Regions from separate parts of the Mus musculus genome. Here regions 1 and 3 are each linked to region 2. A link is a contact called in public Hi-C data. All regions are on one chromosome and are shown on one strand. Each heading gives the region's core, a stretch centred on a gene start, on an enhancer-like site or on the middle of the called end of the contact. The rest is flanking DNA. Distances are from core to core; before and after follow the strand shown.

Region 1 (3,827 bases), core at 534-3,033, 510 kb after region 2:
ACTCTTACTAACCTGACTCTGACTGAACTGCATTGCTTGATCTCAGCTCAGTTTCCTTACACTGCTCTTAAGTAGCCTCTCCTTCCTGCCTGTTGTCATGAGCGTTGGGTGTATCATCTCTCTGACACATTTTGTTAAATCTTTCTCTGAATCTCTACTTGGTCTGCCCCTCAATTAGACATCACTTTCAAAGATGGCTGCCTCTCTCCTCTTACTTTACCTTCAGTGTTAGAGATTAAAGGTGTGTACTAAAGATGTGTCTGTATTCCAGCCAGAGGGATTAAAGGTGTGTGGTATGTCTGTGTTTCAGCTGGAAAACACAAGCCTCTGCTTTGGATTTGATTCCTTGTTAGAGTAGCCATGTTGGCAGATTAAAATCTCTCTACCCTTATGTATTGGAGGGAGGGAAGTGTGCCAACGCATAAATGTAGAGGTCAGAGATCAAACTGAGAGTCCTTCTTTACTCCCTATTTGAGTCCTTGAGATCAAACTCAGCATGCCAGGTTTAGCAGCAAGTACCTTTACTGAGCCATGTAGCTTGCCCTGTTGTTTTAGTTTTCTTGAGACAGGTCTCATATAGTCCCCATTGGCCTCAAACTCACTATATGAGGATAAGGGTCGTCTTGTACTTCTGATACATTTTTATTTTTAAGCTTTTGTTGTTGTTTGCCTGATTGTTTTTAAAGACAAAGTCTCACTCAGTTGCCTATCTGTGCTGGAACTTACTGTATTTAACCCACAGTAATTTCTGTTGTCTCAGCCTGGGATTAAAGGTGTCAGGTAAAAAGCCTTGCATCTTTGCATTTTTGAAACTATGCTACAGTAGCCCTTCCTCAAAGTAAGGCAATTTTTCTGTGGGAAGAATCATGCCCAGGCCAAGTACTGATACTTTGAATTCTAACTCCCTAGATTTCCACATGATTGTCAGAAGACAAAGTATAGAAGAAAGGATTAGAAATTTTAAAGTCCAATTCTAATATATTTTTCATTACCTCTAATGAGTTCACTCCTGTGTGTTTTGTGCCCATTATATGGCTAAAAACAGCAAAAGCCAGAAAAAAATCCCAGCAAAGAAAGGGGAAGTGGGTATAAAGACCAATCCTCTACCAAGAAGCTCTCTACAATACAATACATGCTGGGAGCAGGAAAGTCAGTCAGCCATACTGCTCAGGAGTGGCTCTGGCCAACATAAAATAGACTCCATGATTTTTGTGTGCTTTTGTTTTGGTATTTTTGTCTTTTGACTTTGGTTATTTGCTTTCATTCCTTTTTCTTTTCTTTCCTTGGGAGGGAGGGAGAGAGAGAGAGAGGGAGAGAGAGGAAGGGAGGGAGAGAGAGAGGGAGGGAGGGAGAGAGAGGGAGGGAGGGAGAGAGAGAGGGAGAGGGAGGGAGAGAGAGGGAGAGAGGGAGAGAGGGAGAGAGAGAGAGAGAGAGAGAGAGAAAGAGAGAGAGAGAGAGAGAGAGAGAGAGAGAGAGAGAGAAATTTAAATGGATAGGGAGGTTGGGGGACCTGGGAGGAGTTAGGAGTGAAGGAAAAATATGATCACAGTATACTGTATGAAAAAAATAAGCCAATAAATACAAAAAAGGAAGGAAACTGGAGAAAAAGAAAAACTCTGGAAAGAAAAAGGTCCAGGTTGAGGAACATACCAGAGCTCAGAGACAGCAGGCTTCCTTTACCAAGACCCTCACACCTGTGCTCCCAGGCACCAGCCCTGCAGGAGGCTTGGAGTATTAACCCAGAACAACTGAGGTTCTCAGAGGAGGTGGGGAAAAACACTTGGGAAAACCTCTCTCCAGAACAGAAGTCTTATAAAATGCTACCAGAGGGCTTCAATATCCACTGTTTCAGAAAATAGCAGAATTTAGGTTCGGTATGTTGTGGCAATGTGGAGTCATAGTAGGAGGTCCTTACAAGCACACTGGAGCTCTACAAAGCCAGGCTGACTTGTCCTAGAGGCAGCTGTTCTTGCCTTTCAGAAAGTCTTGGGATCAACCTAAGAGTTGGGCCAGCTTCCCTTCTCTTTCCGATATATTGTCTTTCTTAACTTGAACAAAAAGACTTGTGTAGTATATATGTGGTATATGTGGGTAAGCATAAGCAACATGAGCTGTCAGCTTCCTTCCCAGACACCTAGGAAGTCATTTGTAAGTTTTATAGAGGACAACATTTTATATGATATAAAATAAGGTAATAAAATAATATCAAGTTAAATTAAACCAGGCTGAACGTAATCCAGAGATACAAAGACCGGTAGTATTTGAGTGAGAAAATAAATGGGCAAAGAATAGGTTTCAAGCACAAACCAGATCACTCTGGACCCTTCTAATCTAATTAAAAACCTTTCAGCCAGGCTCTGTTAGTTTGGTTTTCCATGCTTTTCCACCCGAATGTTGTGGTTCTGGGAAGCCCGAGGCCGTCTGATGCTCTGAGTGATAGAGACCTGCTAATGCGGTTCCTGGAAGGAATGATGGCTTTTCTCTGTGTGCAGTTTCTACTCCAGCCCACCTGAAACCACTCCCCATGCTTGTTATAGATCTTGGCTTAAAAGCCATTTCCCATCCCCTGAAGTGCAGCCATCACTCCTGGGACTATTTATGTCTGAAATTTATGAGCGGATGCGTCTCCACATTGTATCTGGTGGAGACCTTAAGGTTGCATTTGTGAATCCTCTTTCATTAAAACAGAGACATAATGATGGTCATACATTGCAGGGAAATCAAGCTGATCTTCCCCACAAAACTACCTCCATATTTGCTTCCTCTCTGTGTTCAGATTTCCATAGTGGCAGCCATAGTATTATTTTAACAGTTATAATTCTCAATCACGTGTTTCTCCTTGTCACTCACTTTTCTTAGTGATCACATGTTAATCTGTTGTACAATGTCCAACACTATACATTTTGCAATACATTGCCACAGGCAGACTGCATCTTGCTGTTTCTTCATTCATACATTCATAATAATTCATAATGCGAAGCAATACAAAACCTGGCTACATGCTTGTGCGTTATGAATTATTTTCTCAGGAGAGAGGCTCTAGAATGGAGCCTCTGGGTTTCTCTGTCTGTTGTTTGTCACATTAGTTGCTTTTCCCAAAAGGGTTGAGATGGATCCCGGCAGTGATAATATAATGCCAGCAATAATACAGCAATAACGCCGTTCTCAGTGACTTTTTGATACTATGTTTTTTTGCTAATTCAGATAAAATAGCTCCTCCACTTTGCTTTAGTATGTGTTTCTGTTTCTGCATGTGAAGGCAGAAGTTATTTCCCAATGTTTGCTCTTTGCATTTCCTCTTGTACCAATTATTAGAGCGACATATTTTTTTTTTAGATTTTATTATTTATTTTATATGTAAGTACACTGTCATTGTCTTCAGACACACCAGGGGAGGGAGTCAGATGTCATTAAGGATGGTTGTAAGCCACCATGTGGTTGCTGGGATTTGAACTCAGAACCTTCGGAAGAGCAGTCAGTGCTCTTAACCGCTGAGCCATCTCTCCAGCCCCCTAGAGCGACATATTTTATCATTTCTCGATGCCCTACATCCATCAGATTTTTAATGGGGTTTAGAAATCAGTGCAGCCAATAAGGTGTCAGGGATCAACCTGATCTTGCCATTATCCTCAGCAGGGTTTGGCAATGTTATTCTTCACCCATTCTCAGACATTACCAAGGAGCTGTTGTTTGGTTTCTGCTTTAGCACACATATGTGGTCCATATTCCATTGCACTGTGGTGAAAGTCAGCAGCAGCAGCAGCCCAAGTCAGTAACTCAAAGTTAGCAGCCGACTAACCAGTGCTTGTTATGTAAGCAGGGCATCA
Region 2 (3,560 bases), core at 190-2,689:
AAAATCCACAGTCAGTAAAGGGATAGTAATGTTAAGGGAACGGTAATGTTACAGGGACAGTAATGTTGGAAAATGCTCACTTTTCTGTCACTATGCTGGCATCTAGCATAGTGTTTATGCATGTATGTATCTGTGAATGTATGGATGTTCGATGTGTTTTGTGTGTGTGTGGTATGTGCATGCATATACGTGTGTGAATATGTGCATAGCATGCCTAGACAGTCAGTGTTGGTATGGAAGAGAAGGAACTGTAGGCTGGTAGCTAGTGCTAATATCCTGGAACAAGAGTCAGCTATATCTCTATTTTAAAAAGCCAGTAGGAATAGTGACCTGCATGCTTCAGAAGCAGGAGGGAACTTTTGAGACTGCACCAACAGCTACCTGATTCGAAACAGTACATTTACAGACCTGTTAACTTTCATGTTCTCAGACCAATCCAACCAAAACATTTGCCAGTCACCCCCTTAAAATGTCAGTTTTCACATTTGGTGAGGTGAGGGGAAACTGCCTTCTCTACCAATCTTTACAGCTGTTCTTACTACAAAGGGAAGCTCAGTGTTGTACAAAATGATGAAAGAATCATTGTTTAAGCAAGTGGTTTGCTCAAACACTACCTTAACTTGATTTTTCTACTTTTCTCATTATACTGTGAAAATCATATCTTGTGTGTGGCCTTGATGACATGTGAACAGGAAGCTGATGAAATAGCGATATGATACAGTCTTGCATATCAGCAAGGACATGCACATATTCACACATGTATTCACATGCACATACTACACACATGAACATCTGTACATTCATAGATACATATATGCATAAACATACAATCATGTATGCACAGAGATACCCACACAGGTGCATATATATTTATGGTTTGCAACTCGGCAGAGAAAACATGCTAGGTTGGCTTTGTACCCCCGAGCCACATCTCCAGCTTCGTTTAATTTTTGGTATGATTTTTAATTTGAGACAGAATCTCACTAAACTGCTCAGGCATGAAGAGAACTTTCGATCCTCCTGCCTCGGCTTCCCACACAGACATCAGAACCCTCAGTATATGCTACATTTGGCTTGTGAGGCTGAGTGTTGTTGCTGTTTGTTGGGGGGAGGTTAGTGTCATGCCACTTGATTAGGATGGTATTTATAGAAGATAATTATCTCTGTTTCATATGTAAAAGTCAAGGAAGAATGACGTGCTGTGGGCTAGGGAGCTGGAGGAACTGGTCTGGACCCTAATTGTTCTGATGACCAAAGCCACATCCTTCCAAACCTTTGCCACCAGCACCTAACCAGATTATAGAAAGGAAGTGAGACCTTGAAAAGAGGTCTCTCTCTCCAAACACAGTTCACTCTCTCAGAGCTCTGCCAGTATAGCCGCAGTGAGCCTAAGTCCTGAGAACAAATGGCCATTTCAGATGCCCAGATTCTGTTGTAAAAATCCACTTCCTGTTTGAGCAACATTCCACAGCTAGCTGCCCTTCCTCCCCCTGCCCCCCTCCCCCAACTGTGATTTATGGTTGCTTTTTCTTGAGGGTGTTCACGGTTGCCCCTTCTCTTTTAGCAATCGATCCACTCCTAGCAACCATGACCGGATACAGCGTCTACGGCAAGAGTTCCAGCAAGCCAAACAGGATGAGGATGTGGAAGACCGGCGCCGTACCTACAGCTTTGAGCAATCTTGGGTGAGTGTTTGGTCCCTCTGCCCAGCAAATAGGCTAACAGCTGCCCTGAAAGAGAGGCCCCTGAGCTATGACCTCAGTCCTTTATGAAATAAGACAAGATGGAGCCAAATCCCTCTGACCTTTAGCATTCTGACCTTTCCCTCATTTCCATCTGGGTTCCATCATTGCTAATCTCATTTTGTATCTTGTTCTACCATCTGTCTGCTGTGTAATAGGTTCAAAATAGCTGTATGATGAGACACCACCACAGAATGTCTGCTCTCTATCCACTGCATTTGCTATTAGGTTTACTCAATGCCTTTTCGTAGAGCAGAGCCAACGTAAGTTCAGCTCATGATCCTTTGTGTCTTTGAGACAGAAATTGGTAATTCTCTGTTCTCTAACCTCCCTTGGTACTTTTTGTTTTGTTCTGTTATGTTTTATTGAGACAGGGCCTCATATAGCCCAGGCTACCCCCATTTCCATCCCCCATCTATATAGTCAAGAATAACCTTGAACTCCTGATCCTCCTGCTTCTGTTTCCCATGGAAACAGAAACATGCATCATCATGCCTGTTAGCTGTGGTTGCTGGTCATCAAACCCAGGACTTCACGCATCCTGGGCAAGCACTCTCTACCAACTGAGCCACATCCCCAGTCCTGTCAAGTATTTGTCGAATTCCTGTTTGTCTGTTTTCACCTCTCTTCTCATCCATCCCATGTGCGGCCATTTCAGTGATCTCCACAGAACAAAACTGTGGCTGCTACTCCTGTGTCCTGCATCTGTGAAACTTGGTGGCACATCTGGGTAGAGAGATGGCAAAAGAGTAGGGGTTGTAGACAGGAAAGGTTTGTTTGGAAGGCTTTCTGGGGAGGGTGGGAATGAGTCAGTAAGAGCTGCTCACAGAGGCAAACACCCCTCTGGGCTTTAAAACTTCAAGCCCTGGTGGTAGGTCCACCCCCATTGACTGTCTGGAGGACTAAGAGAGAAGGAAACAAATTTTTAGAGAAACTCTGATTGAGATGGGAGAGACCAACAGGTAAAAGGCCAGGATGTGCTTCAGTCCTGATGAGAATTCTGGGGTCAGAGCTAGTTAGTCTGAGTAGGGGGACCTGTGCAGCTAGAAGTTGGGTCACCCCAGTAGCTCAAGAGTATGTAAGAATGGCCAGATGCCTAAGAACTATAGTGGGGCAGCTGTGCTGTCCTTGTACTTGAGGCACAGAAGCTGAGGAGCCATGCCCAGAGGTTAATGAGTCCCTTCAAAACAGTTCTTGGAATAAAATGCATTGTACCAGATTTCTGGATAGGTTGGAGGAAGAATGATGTTAGAAAAGACTTGAGTTAGGCACATGGTCCTCCTTGACAGAGGAAGGCTGGACCTCCCAGCTGAGGTGAATCTGACAGGTGGCTGGTTTGAGAGAAGAATGGACCAAGATAGAGATCTAGAAAGAGTACAGCCATGCCCACCTTCCTTCTGGACTCTCAGGGTGAACTTCCAGCCCTTCTTGCTCCTAATACCCAATTCATCAAGTGTACTGGGCAAGCAAGAGACCTTCAAAGGTTTCTGATCAAGGAGCTTAATGATGATATGGAAGATTGATTTGGAAGGAAAGTCCTGCATTAGGGAGATAGCCCTCACCTTGGATCAAGTGAGGAAGACCAGCCTTAGAATGGCCAGAGGTGGTGTGAGACCTGTGTTCAGGTGTGAAAATTTCCCAAGTCCATCGTTGCCCGACCTTAGGTGTTATAAACCAATCCAACATCTAAACAACTATCCAGTTTTCTTCTGGAGCTGTTCTGCTCTTAGAGGTGTTTTCATTATAAGGGATCTGATTTATTCTCTGGTAAATTGAGTCATCTCTGTAGCAACAGGACGGAACATTATAATGGACTGG
Region 3 (3,550 bases), core at 936-3,435, 560 kb after region 2:
GAAGATTAAATCGGGGTGAATTTCCCAATTCAGTATTCTATATTCTTTCCAGCAATGAATGTCTTAGCATGAATGTGCCAGACTGTACATCTGGCCATCATGACACACAGGTAAACCTAGAGGAGGAAAGAAAAACAAGTTGCTTTTTAGACCCAAGAATGAAGGTAGGATTAACAACAACAGCATTGAGTGAGATACAAAGAGGGGATGTTGGAGCCAGAAGGAAAGAGATGACCTCAGAGAAAGCTAATCTACCCCCTCACTGCCTGCAGAGTCAGTGAAAAGGCCTGGGCAAGGGTCTCTTTTAGGATGCCCCAGGGAATGTGTGAACAGCTCCCTCTCTCTTATCCCAAGTGGTCCCGTGGGTCTAAGGACCCCACTGGCAATTACCAATTATGCTACCTGAGAATTCATGAGATAACCAATTTGTAAATCAAAAAGGTTAATCTTAGCTTGGCTACAGAGATTTCAGGCCACTGAGTCTCACTGACTTTGAGCCAGTGGGATGTGCACTGGATAGAAAGCATGTAAGGAAAACCCCTTATTTTGTGGCCAGGATGAAAAACTCAATAGAAGAAGAAAGGACTTGAGAGATGGCTCAGTTGGCCAAGTGTTTGTGTATAAGCATGAAGGTCTGAGATCAGATCCTAAGTTCTCATGTAAAAAGCTGAGCATGATAGAAAGCATGAACAATCCTAGCACTGGGGGGCAGGAAACAGTCATAGCCCCTGGGACTCAATAGCCAGACAGACTTGATGAATTGGAGAGTTCTATGCTCAATGAGGGACCCTGTTTCAAAGTATCCTCAAAGGACAGCCAATATCAATCAACCTTTGTTGTCCACACACAGATAGGCACGTACATGCGCACACAAACACACACACACTCACTCATTTATTCATACACATTCATATACCACATGCATACAAGCACACAGAGATGGGAGGGGTATACCCTCAAAGGTAACTGTAACACTTAGAAACCCCTCATTAGATCTCACTTCTTAAAAATTCCACCACCTCCTAATAGTGTTTGCCAAGGGCATGAGCACTGGGGCTTTGGGAGCATTTTGGACACAGGCTTCTGAAGCCACAATGATTTTTACTGGATTAGATTGCAGATCTCCTATAAACTGGGCATCAGAGACAAGAGAACCTGAACCTTTCATGTACAGAGTCTGTTTATTTTACAGGAGTTCCAGGAAGACCACCGACTGCTCTTTCTCTTGGGCACTTAGCAGACAAGGGACCTCTGGAATCCCGCTGTACTCTGAAGGCTTCTTCCTAATGATGTTCTTAAAAAGGCAACCCTCATTCTAATTCGGGATGAATGTTAACAACAAAGAAGGAATTTCAATGAACAATTTAAGGATGAATTTATTAAAATCCAATTCCATTTCTTCCCTTAATGTTTAGTTTAAGTCAGGTCCACTAATGCCATAGGCCAGAGTATACCAGATCACTAGAGTAGCCTGCTGTTGAACTTCCTGAAGCCAGACAAAACCATCACATTAGAACTCTGATTTCAGCCATGAGGGGAGGATCCAAACCATGAAAATCTGTAAATGCTGACTATGCAGAAAAGCCACTTGCTCCACACTCACCAGTATGGATTACATCAGCTCCTGGATATATATATTTTTTTATTGGATGAAGTAGTCACTATTCTATCAAAATTAAACATTTATTCAATGCACCAGCTCTCTCTGGCCACAGCATGCTCTCCAAGTAGAATCACTATGTAATAAATATTAATAACACAAGATGTGGTATGCCTGCCCCTCTGCCAGACACCTCCATCAACCTAGGAGCTGCCCACGTGAATAACATAATACTGAGAGTTAACCTCAGCGTTTTCTAAAGAGCTTGGCTTCTGAAAGCTTAAGTGCTGTTCCCTCACTGAATGCTGAAACTCAGAACTGGATCAGAAATGCTTGTCTCATTGCCATGCCCTTGTTTCCTCACAAACCAAGCAGCACAAGATTCAGGATTGAAGAGACTCCTTTAAAGAAGTTCACATGCTGCTTCCCAGCCCTTGCCTCTGTGTAGTCAGGGGAGGGAGGTGGGTGGGCGGGGGGAGGGGGGGACAAACAAACCAACAACAACCCACTCCAGACTTCTCACAGCAGCTTCTAGTCTTAAGAGATTTCTTAACATTGCTGCTTCTCGTGACCCAGAGGTTATCAGTGAGCCCGAATTAGTGCTCTGTACAGTCAGATGCCTGGCTATTGTCTACCACTGAGTGAACAGTCTGAATGTCCCAGGAAACATAAGCCTTTCAGGCCAGCAATAGGCAGCAGTGGGTGGCTCTTGGAGTTGAAATGTTTTTCCTATTTGATTTACTTAATTGAGCTAATGGCTTCTGTGATCAGCTCAATAGCCCAGTAGCTAAGACATCATTAGTTCTTCTCTCGGCTAACACAATAATGACCCTTAAATCGTCTCCAGCATTTCCAATTACCTTTGAAAACATGCGGAATGTCAGAAACCCTAATAGAAAACATACATGATAGGATGTTTATGGAAAGTCGCCTCTTATGTTAGTAGTTTTCATAAGTTCTTTTAAGTGTCAAAGAAAATGGTAAGACAAATGACAAAGTAAACAGAGAAGAAACTCAGAAGACTCTCGTCTCAAAGAGTCGACAAATCTAGAGTATTCAAATTTTCTCTAGCGAAAGCGTAGCCATTTATGACTGAGAAAACCAAGTTAGATAGCAATTACCTTGCAAAGATAACAGAGTCAACAAATGATAGCCAAATTAAAACAGCCTCTTCAACCCTTTCCTGTTGTGAAGTATAATTCTTTCACTAGCCTATTTATAAAAAAAAAAAAAAAAGCTTTTCTTAGGGGATACTTAAAGAAGCTTCAAATTGTAAGCTGCCTAAGCCTTCAACCACCCTTTTCTCTGGTTTTTATCTGCTTTGTTGTTGTTGTTGTTGTTGTTGTTGTTGTTGTTGTTTCCCTCTACACCACTCCTCCTGACCTCACTTCTCACAGGCATTGTGATGGTTAATCTTTGCTGTCAACTTCACTAAATTTAGAATCTCCTAAAAGACACATTTCTGAGCAAGTCTATGAGGGCATTGTAGGGGACCTCAGAGTCAGCTCAAGACATCCCAAGACCAAGTTCTCAGCACAAAGGAGATTTATTTGCCCCAGAGGGACAGAAGGCAGATATAAGGGACAAAGGCAGGAGATAGAGGGTGAGGGAGAAAGGAAAGGAACCAGGGAGGGGGTGGGGGGAAGGGTATTTGTCCTGGAGCACAAAGGACTGCTCCTCAGTAGACAGGAGACCCATGTCCATAGGCAAATGGCAGTTTATAAAGTTAAAATGGGAAACTATGTTAGGATGGGGTGTTTAATTTTAACTGGGCATCTTAATTGGGTTAGCCAAAGGTGGTTTTCTGCACTTCAGTGTTTTGCTAGCTAGACGTTGGTGGTCAGCCTCATGAGAAGCAGGTGGTCAAATAAGGGCATAGACCTTTGGGGCTAGCTTTAAGAATGTAGTGTAAGGGTTTTTTTGTTTTTTGTTTTTTGTTTTTTTTTTTGT

Evidence for each region. Hi-C and Micro-C count contacts between places; a contact is called where the count stands out from the background.
Region 1: a Hi-C map of the N1E-115 cell line shows a contact between it and region 2, with 4 times the contacts expected there. The contact joins two enhancer-like sites. A contact is called at or near these places in 3 of 484 Hi-C or Micro-C datasets (the HL-1 cell line, the N1E-115 cell line and embryonic stem cells) and 1 of 115 datasets of contacts at active chromatin or transcription factors (cardiomyocytes).
Region 3: a Hi-C map of the N1E-115 cell line shows a contact between it and region 2, with 6 times the contacts expected there. The contact joins two enhancer-like sites. A contact is called at or near these places in 2 of 484 Hi-C or Micro-C datasets (the N1E-115 cell line and cerebellar granule neurons), 2 of 115 datasets of contacts at active chromatin or transcription factors (both in bone marrow-derived macrophages) and 1 of 9 other capture datasets (bone marrow-derived macrophages).

What each region holds. Positions count from the first base shown.
Region 1 is chr8:128,104,803-128,108,629 of GRCm38.p6, forward strand. No RefSeq gene overlaps it. Among named protein-coding and RNA genes, the nearest start is that of Mir21c, 170 kb to the right of the region's middle. Within about 2 kb of position 1,784, at least 2 of the 459 cell types and tissues checked have an H3K27ac peak or open chromatin away from gene starts, as enhancers often do. A contact at or near this core is called in the N1E-115 cell line, where this site is marked.
Region 2 is chr8:127,591,497-127,595,056 of GRCm38.p6, forward strand. Pard3 (par-3 family cell polarity regulator) reads left to right here. Exons shown (of 25, transcript NM_001309391.1): 23 at 1,565-1,685. Among named protein-coding and RNA genes, the nearest start is that of Gm32478, 37 kb to the right of the region's middle. Within about 2 kb of position 1,440, at least 9 of the 459 cell types and tissues checked have an H3K27ac peak or open chromatin away from gene starts, as enhancers often do. A contact at or near this core is called in the N1E-115 cell line, where this site is marked.
Region 3 is chr8:128,154,231-128,157,780 of GRCm38.p6, forward strand. No RefSeq gene overlaps it. Among named protein-coding and RNA genes, the nearest start is that of Mir21c, 120 kb to the right of the region's middle. Within about 2 kb of position 2,186, at least 15 of the 459 cell types and tissues checked have an H3K27ac peak or open chromatin away from gene starts, as enhancers often do. A contact at or near this core is called in the N1E-115 cell line, where this site is marked.